Regions from separate parts of the Zea mays genome. Here regions 1 and 3 are each linked to region 2. Evidence: chromatin contacts called from public Hi-C data. All regions are on one chromosome and are shown on one strand. The core of a region is the stretch at or near the end of the contact, and the rest is flanking DNA. Distances in the headings are between cores, read along the strand shown. Region 1 holds the start of LOC542346 (crinkly 4). Region 2 holds the start of LOC107457594 (OJ000126_13.10 protein). Region 3 holds the start of LOC100280213.

Region 1 (3,028 bases), core at 326-2,825, 390 kb before region 2:
TCATAGAGGTTTGCAATATTCCCAATTTCAAGCCCAAAAGTGTTTTTCTTATTTTCCTCAATCTTCTGGACTTGATTGCTTCAATGTGCTTTCTAAACACCTATGCTCATGCTCGTAAGGGGAATGTTAGTTCATAGTAATGTGTTGAGCATTTAATCACCAAAACAACTAGAAATTGCCCAAGGGCATATTTTCCTTTCACCTCCACCAAAAGGCAAGGGGGATATGTTGAGCACCAAAAATATCATACGAGACGGTCCGGCCCTATAGGCCGGACAGTCCGCGGTCCAAACGGTCCGCGAGGGTGACGCAGACGGTTCACGTGTGCACAGAATCAGTTAGGGTTCCAGATTTCTAGCGAGATTTGTTAGCAAAACCTGTGAGATTAACTCGATAACCAACTTGTAACGGGTCCAGACCTCCACCCTTTATATAAATGAAGGGGTACGACCGATTGAACCCCCATAATCGATCCAATCAAATCTACTTATCAATTTTACTTTATTTGTATCGTTCTTTTAGTTCCAAATACTAGGAGGAGTAATCTAGCCTTATATTTAGATCTACTTTAGTCTTCAACAACAATCTCTCTTTGACTCTACACCGATTAGAAACGCATCGGGCGACCTGCCGACCCGGAGCAACGCCTTGGAACTCTCCCCCTCGACGAGATCTCTCTCGGGGGGGAGTTTTAGGGTTCTTCGCGGAGAAGAAGACCCTCCGAAAGCGTGCAAAGAAGGATTCACTTCTGCGCCCAGGTCATGGACCGTCCGGCCTTGTGCCGCGGGCCGTTTGCACCTCCGCAGAGAGCACCGACAAGTGGTTTGTTCCAATGTTTGGCGCCCAGATCGGCGTCAACACCCATCACTATCCATGCTCCATTGAGATAAATCTCCGATGGGGATCCCTAACCTCACATAGGCCCTGTTTGGATTCCTGTGGCAAATTATCTAATTTTAGCACCTTAGCCTCCAAATAGACTTGTTAATAAATTGACTAATTGTTAGCCGGAGGGCTCGCAAACTTTTTGTCTATTAGCCATTTGACCTTGCAATATGTGCTAATAGAACGTGTAAATAGAAAAAAACATCTATTAGCCAAGACTCTAAACATACACTGGATAATTATTGCTAGCTAATTATCTGGTGACTAATTGTTAGCCACTGACAATCAATTAGCCGCGAGGATCCAAACAGAACTTAATCATTTATTATTAATACAAAGCATTATCACATATATATATCTTATCAGATATAAAAAATTACCATGTGTATATTAAAATAATATATATTTATATAATTAGCGATTTTTGATAAAGTAATTATTTGTTTTATCATTAACTATTGTAGAAAACATTGTTACACGGTTCATATTCACGTGTATGGGGGGGGGGGGGGGGATTCCCCGTTTGTCTCCTCATAAGGAAAATTAATTTTTTATTTCTTATTCTATGATAAAAGAATTCTCTATGGAAAACGGAGGATCCGGACCCATTAACATCTCAGTCGCGGCCACCGTTGGACATGCTCTTATTGCCCAACAGCCCCGGACAGGCAGCCTTCACCCCTGCTCGCTGTGTCTTCTCCACTTCGCCCTGCGTACGCTCTCCCGTCTCACTCTCTCTCCCCCTCCACCTCGTTCGTGGCGACGACAGGGCGACCGCCGCTGCCACCGCCGCCTCTCCACTGTGTGCCCAGTGCTTTGTCCGGCCGTTCGCCGGCGACGGGCACTCACCACCAGGTACGCGCCCCGCCCCTTCACTTCTCTGCTTTTCCTGCTGCGCGAATCCGAGCACCCAAACCCTAACCTAATGCTACTCGGCAATTTATAACCGGATCTGATCTAACTGCGAGTGTACACATGTATTGTGCCTGCTAACTTCGTTTTTTATTTTGTTGTTTTTGCAAAAATTACCCCTTGTAGGTGACAAAGGAAAAGGAAGAGGGGCAGCAAATCGGTGCGCTGCTGTTCATCAAATGCTGGGGAGGAAACCAACAGATCAGGGGCCTGGTGAAATGCTGCGCAGCGAGGGTGACTGACTGGCCACTCCGCCCGCCGACCCCCGTTTCGTGCTTACTGGCATGCTCGCAGCATAAAGGTTCTCACTTTTTGACTCTTGTTTCTTTACCTATAATAAGACTGGTTCTGAGATAGTTTTTTAGTTTAGTTTAGTAGAATAGGACTCATCCGATGCCTGCTGGTCGTCTGGTGCTAACAAAAGCTAAAATACATGCAGGAATCTTCTCGGAATTAGCCCCCCTTCCTGTGGTCGTGACGGCCCCAAGTTTCAAGACATGGACCATGTGCCGGCTCTAGTTCTTGCCGGGTGCTGCTTCCTGGCCCTGCTGCCTGGCTGGGCCTGTGGCCTTGGCTCCATGTCGTCCATTGCGGTGTCCTATGGGGAGGATGGTCCGGTGTTCTGTGGCCTCAACTCCGACGGCTCCCACCTCGTCGCCTGCTTCGGTGCTGATGCATCTGTCCTGTACGGCGCACCACCCAACATCCCTTTCCTTGGCCTCACGGCAGGGGATGGGTTCGTGTGTGGCCTCCTGCTCGACACCAGGCAGCCATACTGCTGGGGTAGCAACTCCTATGTCAAGAGCGGGGTGCCACAGCCGATGGTTGAGGGCGCAAGGTACTCTGAGCTCAGTGCGGGGGACAACCACCTCTGCGCACTGAGAGCTGCTCAAGATGGGGGTCGTGGTTCCAGTGCTGCTACATCGCTGATTGACTGCTGGGGATACAATATGACCGCCACACATGCTGTTGATGAAGCCGTGTCGACTGTTTCAGCTGGTTCGGTGTTCAATTGTGGCTTGTTTGCTCGGAACAGGACGGTGTTCTGCTGGGGCGACGAGACGGTGAGTGGTGTCGTTGGGCTGGCACCGAGGGATCTGCACTTTCAGTCTATAGGCGCGGGCGGTTACCATGTCTGTGGGGTGTTGGAGAATGCACAGGTGTTCTGCTGGGGCAGGAGCTTGGAGATGCAGCAGGTGGTGCCATCCAGTGCTATCGGTGATGGTGATGT
Region 2 (3,042 bases), core at 514-3,013:
CACGGCTCATGGATCTCACGATGCATGTCGCCAATCGAAGTCGGAGCTATGACATCGAACCATCTTCTTCCCATATATCGTCTATACACTTTTTATAAACATACAAATGCAGAAATTTCGAGTATTTTGGGCTCAGTGGCACGTCGGGAGGAAGAAGATACATAAAGAAAATTAGTATGATGCTTGTACGTTGCAACGAGTGAGAGCTTAGTAAGCCGGGTGGGCATTTTAAAACCGAACCCGAACCCGAATAGACCGAATTGTTGGTCTATTCGGGTTTTCGGGTTCGGGTTCGGTTCCTATATGTGTTATATTTCGAGGTATGGGTTCGGGTTCGGTTCCTAACCTTTAAAACCCGAATAGACCGAATAATCCGAAATATAAAAAAGCTCTCAATATGTGATGATATTATTATACGATTTATGAAATTATTAGCTAGAAATAATGATATCATCTTAATGATAGTATATATATATATATCTTTGTATGCTAATTTTTAAAGTCACTTGTTGTAATAATAGTACTTTCAATTAATTATTTATTGTATATATTTTAACAAAATATACTAGTCTCTCTACAATTCGGGTCTATTCGGTGGACTGAATAGACCGAACCGAAACTGTGAGTCTATTCGGGTTCGGTTCCTAAAATATTTTTGAAAATTTCGGTTCTTATTTTTCAGAACCCGAAATTTCACAAACCCGAATAGACCGAACCGAATTACCCTAATAGACCGAATGCCTAGCCCTAGCCAGTGTAGTGGACTCCCACCAGAAAAAAACCCATAAAAATAAATTTAATATCAAAGTGAACATATAGTCTATATATCAAATACTAAACTGATAATAACAAATATTACACTTTATTTTAGCCAAAAGGTGAAAGATATGAGTTGAAAAGGAGTCTAGTCCCTTTTTTATAGCTCGCTCTTTACCTAGTGGGTGGTATCACGTGAGAGATAGCGTGTGACTTATGTCGTGTTGGACTAGGATGGTTTCTAGTAGGCAGAAAATAGAGTTACGTCCTAATATATTGGGTTTGAGTTTGTTTCTCATAGCCTATCTGTGGGTTAACAGTTCACTATTAGACGAGAATTGGAGGAGACAAAGAACATATGTGCTTTTGACACAGGACGAAATTGGTGTTTTAAGAAGCAGAGAAATCGAATGTTTTGGGCCTTGAAAACACTCAGGCGTGGTATAGACAAATTTTATAATTAAATGAAACGAACTAAAGCACAGTAGTAGATCATCACTTCCAGGGATTTAAAGTGATTTCTGTTAAGTAACCCTAGTTAGGGTTATGTGGGCAAATACCGGCTTTGTCCCTGAGGGGTCTCACATCTCTATATAAGGAACCTGTACACCCCTTCATATTACAGAGATCAGAAAGAGACCAGAGGTTCAACCCTATACCATGTGTTTTGTGTATTTCCTCTGTCGTGCTTATGGGAAGGGAGACGAGTCCTCTATAGCTTCTTGCGTCTCTACTGCTGACGGGAGGGAAGGGAGCGGATCTGGTGATCCGAGTAACATAGTTCTCAACAATTTCCTCTCGTTTCCCCTCCGCTCGACTCGTTGAATTGGTGAATTCGTTAGGACTCGTATTTTCCTTCGATCCATTCTTTGATTTAAATGGACTTTTCTTGGCTAGAACACGTTGGCCAAATCGTTTCAGCCCATGCACCACAGTCCACAATACACTTTTTTTTTTTGGTCAAAAAGGCCGAAGCAGCCGCAGCACGAGAATTTGATTCCGCAGAAGCAGAAGGGCCAAGATGCAAAACAGCGGAAAACAACTTGCCCTCCCTATAAGCCCAAAGCACCCGGTCCGCCACGGCGCCCGCCTCCCCTCGCCGGTGTCGCGTGTCCCTCGTTCGCGCACGCCCAGCCCGCCTCCACCTCTCATGCCGGAGCAGCACCGCATCGCCGGAGATCCGCCGTACTGGTGATCCCCGGAGCAGGAGCAGACGCAATGGACCGCATCATGATGTCCCGCCCACCCCTTCCCGCCCCGACCCATGCCGCTGCGGGCGCCGACGGTGACTTCCTCGAGCTCGACGTGCTCTGGCCCGCCTCCCCTTCCGCGGTAGGTCTCGGCCTCCTTGCCGCGCTCCCGGAGGATGAGGGCAAGAAGAAGAAGCGCGCCGCGGCCGGGGTCGGGGTCGGGGTCGGGGTCGGAGCCCCCGCCCGATCCGCCGCGCGCCCCGTCCCGGAGACCGTCGCAGCGTCCGCGATGGCGAGGTCGGCGCCGGTGCGGATACCGTCGGATCCCGCGCGGAGGGGGAGGTGGGCCCACGCCGGGGCGGGAGCTGGCGGCAGCGCGGAGGACGCCGGGGAGGCCTTGGTCCCCCCGCACGAGATCGTCGCGCGCCGCGCCGCCGCGCACAGCTCGGTGCTGGAGGGCGCCGGGAGGACGCTCAAGGGCCGCGACCTCCGCCGCGTCCGCAATGCCGTCCTGCGCCGCACCGGCTTCCTCGACTGAGGCGGAGGCGAGTCGTCACGTCGCTTTCGCGATAAAGTTTTGATCATGTTGTTTTCTCTTCGCGATTTTGTTTCCCGATGATGTGTTTCTGGTCCGGCTACTTTGATTCCTTCCCCTGCCGAGAGGGGGTTGGGAAAAAATGAGGTGAGTTGAGGTGAACGAGCGACGACGTAATTACCTTGCTGTGTTGTTTCATCACACATATATGGAAATTTTGGCCCTTATATTTGTTCCAATCCTTATGATGTGTGTTGACAAGTAATGATTACATGGACTAAGAGAGGTGGTTTGTTATAAATCATGCCTAGTTCTATGCTCTTCGTGTCTTGTTACTTGATAATAACACCTGAATCGGGAGCTTCTTGGAGTGATTTATGCACAAAGTGGATGTCAAAAACGCTAGTAGATTAATATCTGTAATTCTTAACTGGCCATCAATATCTGAAATTGTTGAATTTGGAAGGATACCATTATTTGCTTGGTTAATCTATCCTGGGATTCTGTTTAGTTCCGTTCTTGTATAATAGAAGGACAGACCTCTTTAATTACCCGGCCTCT
Region 3 (2,726 bases), core at 64-2,563, 400 kb after region 2:
ACTGCAGAGTTGAGGAATTCTTCGAATGGTCTATTGTTGGAAACTTCGACAGCTTCCTTCTTTATTGCAAATACAGTTTCATGAACAGACGCCAAGACTGATTCCAAATCAGACCTGGCAGTGCATGTGATATGTAAATGCAAGAGTAAATACCAAATGATGCCTAAAAGCCTGAATAAAAAATCCCAAAACAACCTATAAATCATAAGCTTTGTTTAACACAAAGTATGAATCTTCTAAGTGCAAACAAATTCGCCTTGGCCAATATCGCTCCGCGAAACAAGTACCTAAGACATGTAACTGGAATGCATAAGGCCTAATGGTAACCAGAAATCCCTACCCCTCATTTATATCATTTGTGTTCTTTAATGTCTTTGTTGAAGTAATTTTCAGATTTGGAGCATGCAACTACTGAATCGGCTTAGCAAAGGAAACGGTTCACTCATGACATACCAATTTATCAGAAGAAATTAATTTCTCTCAAAAGCAATACCTTGTTAAGGCGCCATCTCCTGTGACATCACATAGTTGATAAATGAATTCATCGACCTCATCACGAGTTCCCCTTCCATATGTTGCCTACATGCAACAAATAAAAGACTGTCAAACTACAGAATACATACAAAGTACTAGCTAGAAAGGGTGACCATATCTGGATCTTAACTTGGACAAATTCCACCAGGCACCAACACATCAATGACCTTGCTCGCGACAACTAAACGAACAACAGAGTGGATCGAATTGAGTCGAGCACTAACTTTGGAGATGATCAAATCCTCGAACGTGACCCCATCGCTCCCGCCACTCTCCTTCGCCACCAGCTGGAACAGCCTGTCGCCTAATCGCCCCCGGACCTGGTAGTATTCCTGCGCAAATAGAGGCGAACCCGTTAGAGATCGCAATCCAGATCCAGGACCAATTCAAAAGAGCGAATGTGCGTGCGGTGCCCACGAGGAAGACGGGGCGTGAGATGGCGCGGCCGCCGGTCCGCGACTGCGCTGCGAGGGAGGCGAATAGCTCGCGGAGGCCGTCCAGCTCCTGCTTCGGGAAGGCCCTGCGAGGAAGCGTGTCAGCGGTGAGAGCACCAGACAGGGCTTGCGAATCGCGGCAGCGAAGGAGGTGGCAGACAGCTGTTAGTGGGGAGGCGGTACCTCGAGGCCATGACGAAGCGGGAGCTGGAGGCGGACGCCGGCGAAGCCTGCGAGTTGCCCATCGCCGCCGGCGGAGGTGGGGTCCCGGCTTGTCGGCGCCGGAGGGCGCGCTCGGGCTCAGCAACTGCCAATCGAACTCTCTACGATTTTTTTTTTATTTTCCTTTTTTTTTGAGCGATTTACTTTTTCAGTTATTCTTTTCCCTTTTGTCGATTGTCGTCAGTCGTCACTGGGCGGCCCCTCGCGCCACCAAGGGGACGCCTGACGCCTTCGTTTGATGGGCTTTTCGCTTTCTCGCTTTTCACATTTAAAACGTGGAGGCCCATGTGCTGGCAGCCCAGTCCAAAATAGTTACGACGGCCGATATTTTAGTTTTTTTTATTTGTGTCTTGGAGATATATATTTTTGGTACAGAATTTGCAAATCCTATATGACACCCGTGCGTTGCTGCAAAAATTAGGGTGCGAGGACTGTGAGCACATTGTCGGGCCAGACATCGAGATATCCGGTAACGTTTCATGAGAACCCCATTAGGGCTTGTTCGGTTAGCTCTCAATCCATGTGGATTGAGTGAGATTGGATGAATTTAAATCTCAAGCAAGTCAAACCTTCTTCTTAAAATTTTCAAATCTCATTCAATCTATGGGTAACGGGATTAACCGAACAAGACCTTATTGAGTAGCCAACCATGTATAGATGTAGTTCATCTGTGAAGAAATGCATACAACTTCTTTATACTGGGAACCTTTACCGGAAATCAGAGGTATAAATCTATTTATTTAAAAGGTCTGAGATTCAATTCGTATTCGAGTCCGGGTACTCAGTATCAATCTGTATCCATATTTTTAAAGTTGGGCATTTAAGATGTATATATCTATTCAAATTATATCCGACATATTTGATAATATCTATATATTCGATCGAGTCTGAAGAGAAAATATGAAACGAGTACGTTGGTATCCGATCTGATTATACTCCGCTTGATATATGTTGTCGTTTGACCTTGGAGCCGTCATGGAGCCACCCGCAATGATTTTAATGGTTTGTGTGGTGTTTCGTTGTGCAGTACTGTAGTACTTTATTTTCTTGAGCTCTCTGTACTTGGGTTGGAGAGAGATCAATGCGGTTTGATCGGCCACGGCAGTACTCGTACTCCTGGCTGATGGATTAAACTCGACCTTTCGAGTCAAAGATTTAAAACAGCTGCTACTGCTGCTTCTTCATTTCTCTTGTTTTTTTTTTCAACACCCGTCTTTACAGCTCTCTGGCCTCATAATAAACATTCATAAAGGCCGTTGCCCATTTTGAGGAAAGATACCGAGCAAGCATCGGACTCACAATCCATGGCCGATGGTGCTGCTGGCAGAGAGATGCACAGACCTTATAAATGTTGATGAAGGAGGGCTTCAAGATTTCTGTCAAGATATGGATTTCATGGCACTCCTACCGTCGTATAGTAGTAAAAAGATGCAAGAAAAAGGTCTCCAAAGACACAACAAACACTAGGAAAAAAAATTGTTGATCTACCACAAATTTTCAAAAAAAAATAAACATTTATGAGCTGCTGCTGCTGCT

The links. Hi-C and Micro-C count contacts between places; a contact is called where the count stands out from the background.
Region 1: a Hi-C map of leaf shows a contact between it and region 2, with 6 times the contacts expected there. The contact joins the promoter of LOC542346 here to the promoter of LOC107457594 in region 2. A contact is called at or near these places in 2 of 25 Hi-C or Micro-C datasets (leaf and leaf mesophyll).
Region 3: a Hi-C map of leaf shows a contact between it and region 2, with 4 times the contacts expected there. The contact joins the promoter of LOC100280213 here to the promoter of LOC107457594 in region 2. A contact is called at or near these places in 4 of 25 Hi-C or Micro-C datasets (ear and leaf).

The regions. Positions count from the first base shown.
Region 1 is chr10:5,165,323-5,168,350 of Zm-B73-REFERENCE-NAM-5.0, forward strand. LOC542346 (crinkly 4) reads left to right here and starts at 1,576. Exons shown (of 3, transcript NM_001348726.1): 1 at 1,576-1,740; 2 at 1,924-2,098; 3 at 2,237-3,028. The coding sequence starts at 2,295.
Region 2 is chr10:5,554,850-5,557,891 of Zm-B73-REFERENCE-NAM-5.0, forward strand. LOC107457594 (OJ000126_13.10 protein) reads left to right here and starts at 1,764. Exons shown (of 1, transcript NM_001321611.1): 1 at 1,764-2,709. The coding sequence starts at 1,975. The coding sequence ends at 2,484. It also overlaps the pseudogene LOC111590436.
Region 3 is chr10:5,956,285-5,959,010 of Zm-B73-REFERENCE-NAM-5.0, forward strand. LOC100280213 reads right to left here and starts at 1,314. Exons shown (of 8, transcript NM_001153144.1): 1 at 1,152-1,314; 2 at 952-1,054; 3 at 759-866; 4 at 494-579; 5 at 1-114. The coding sequence starts at 1,213.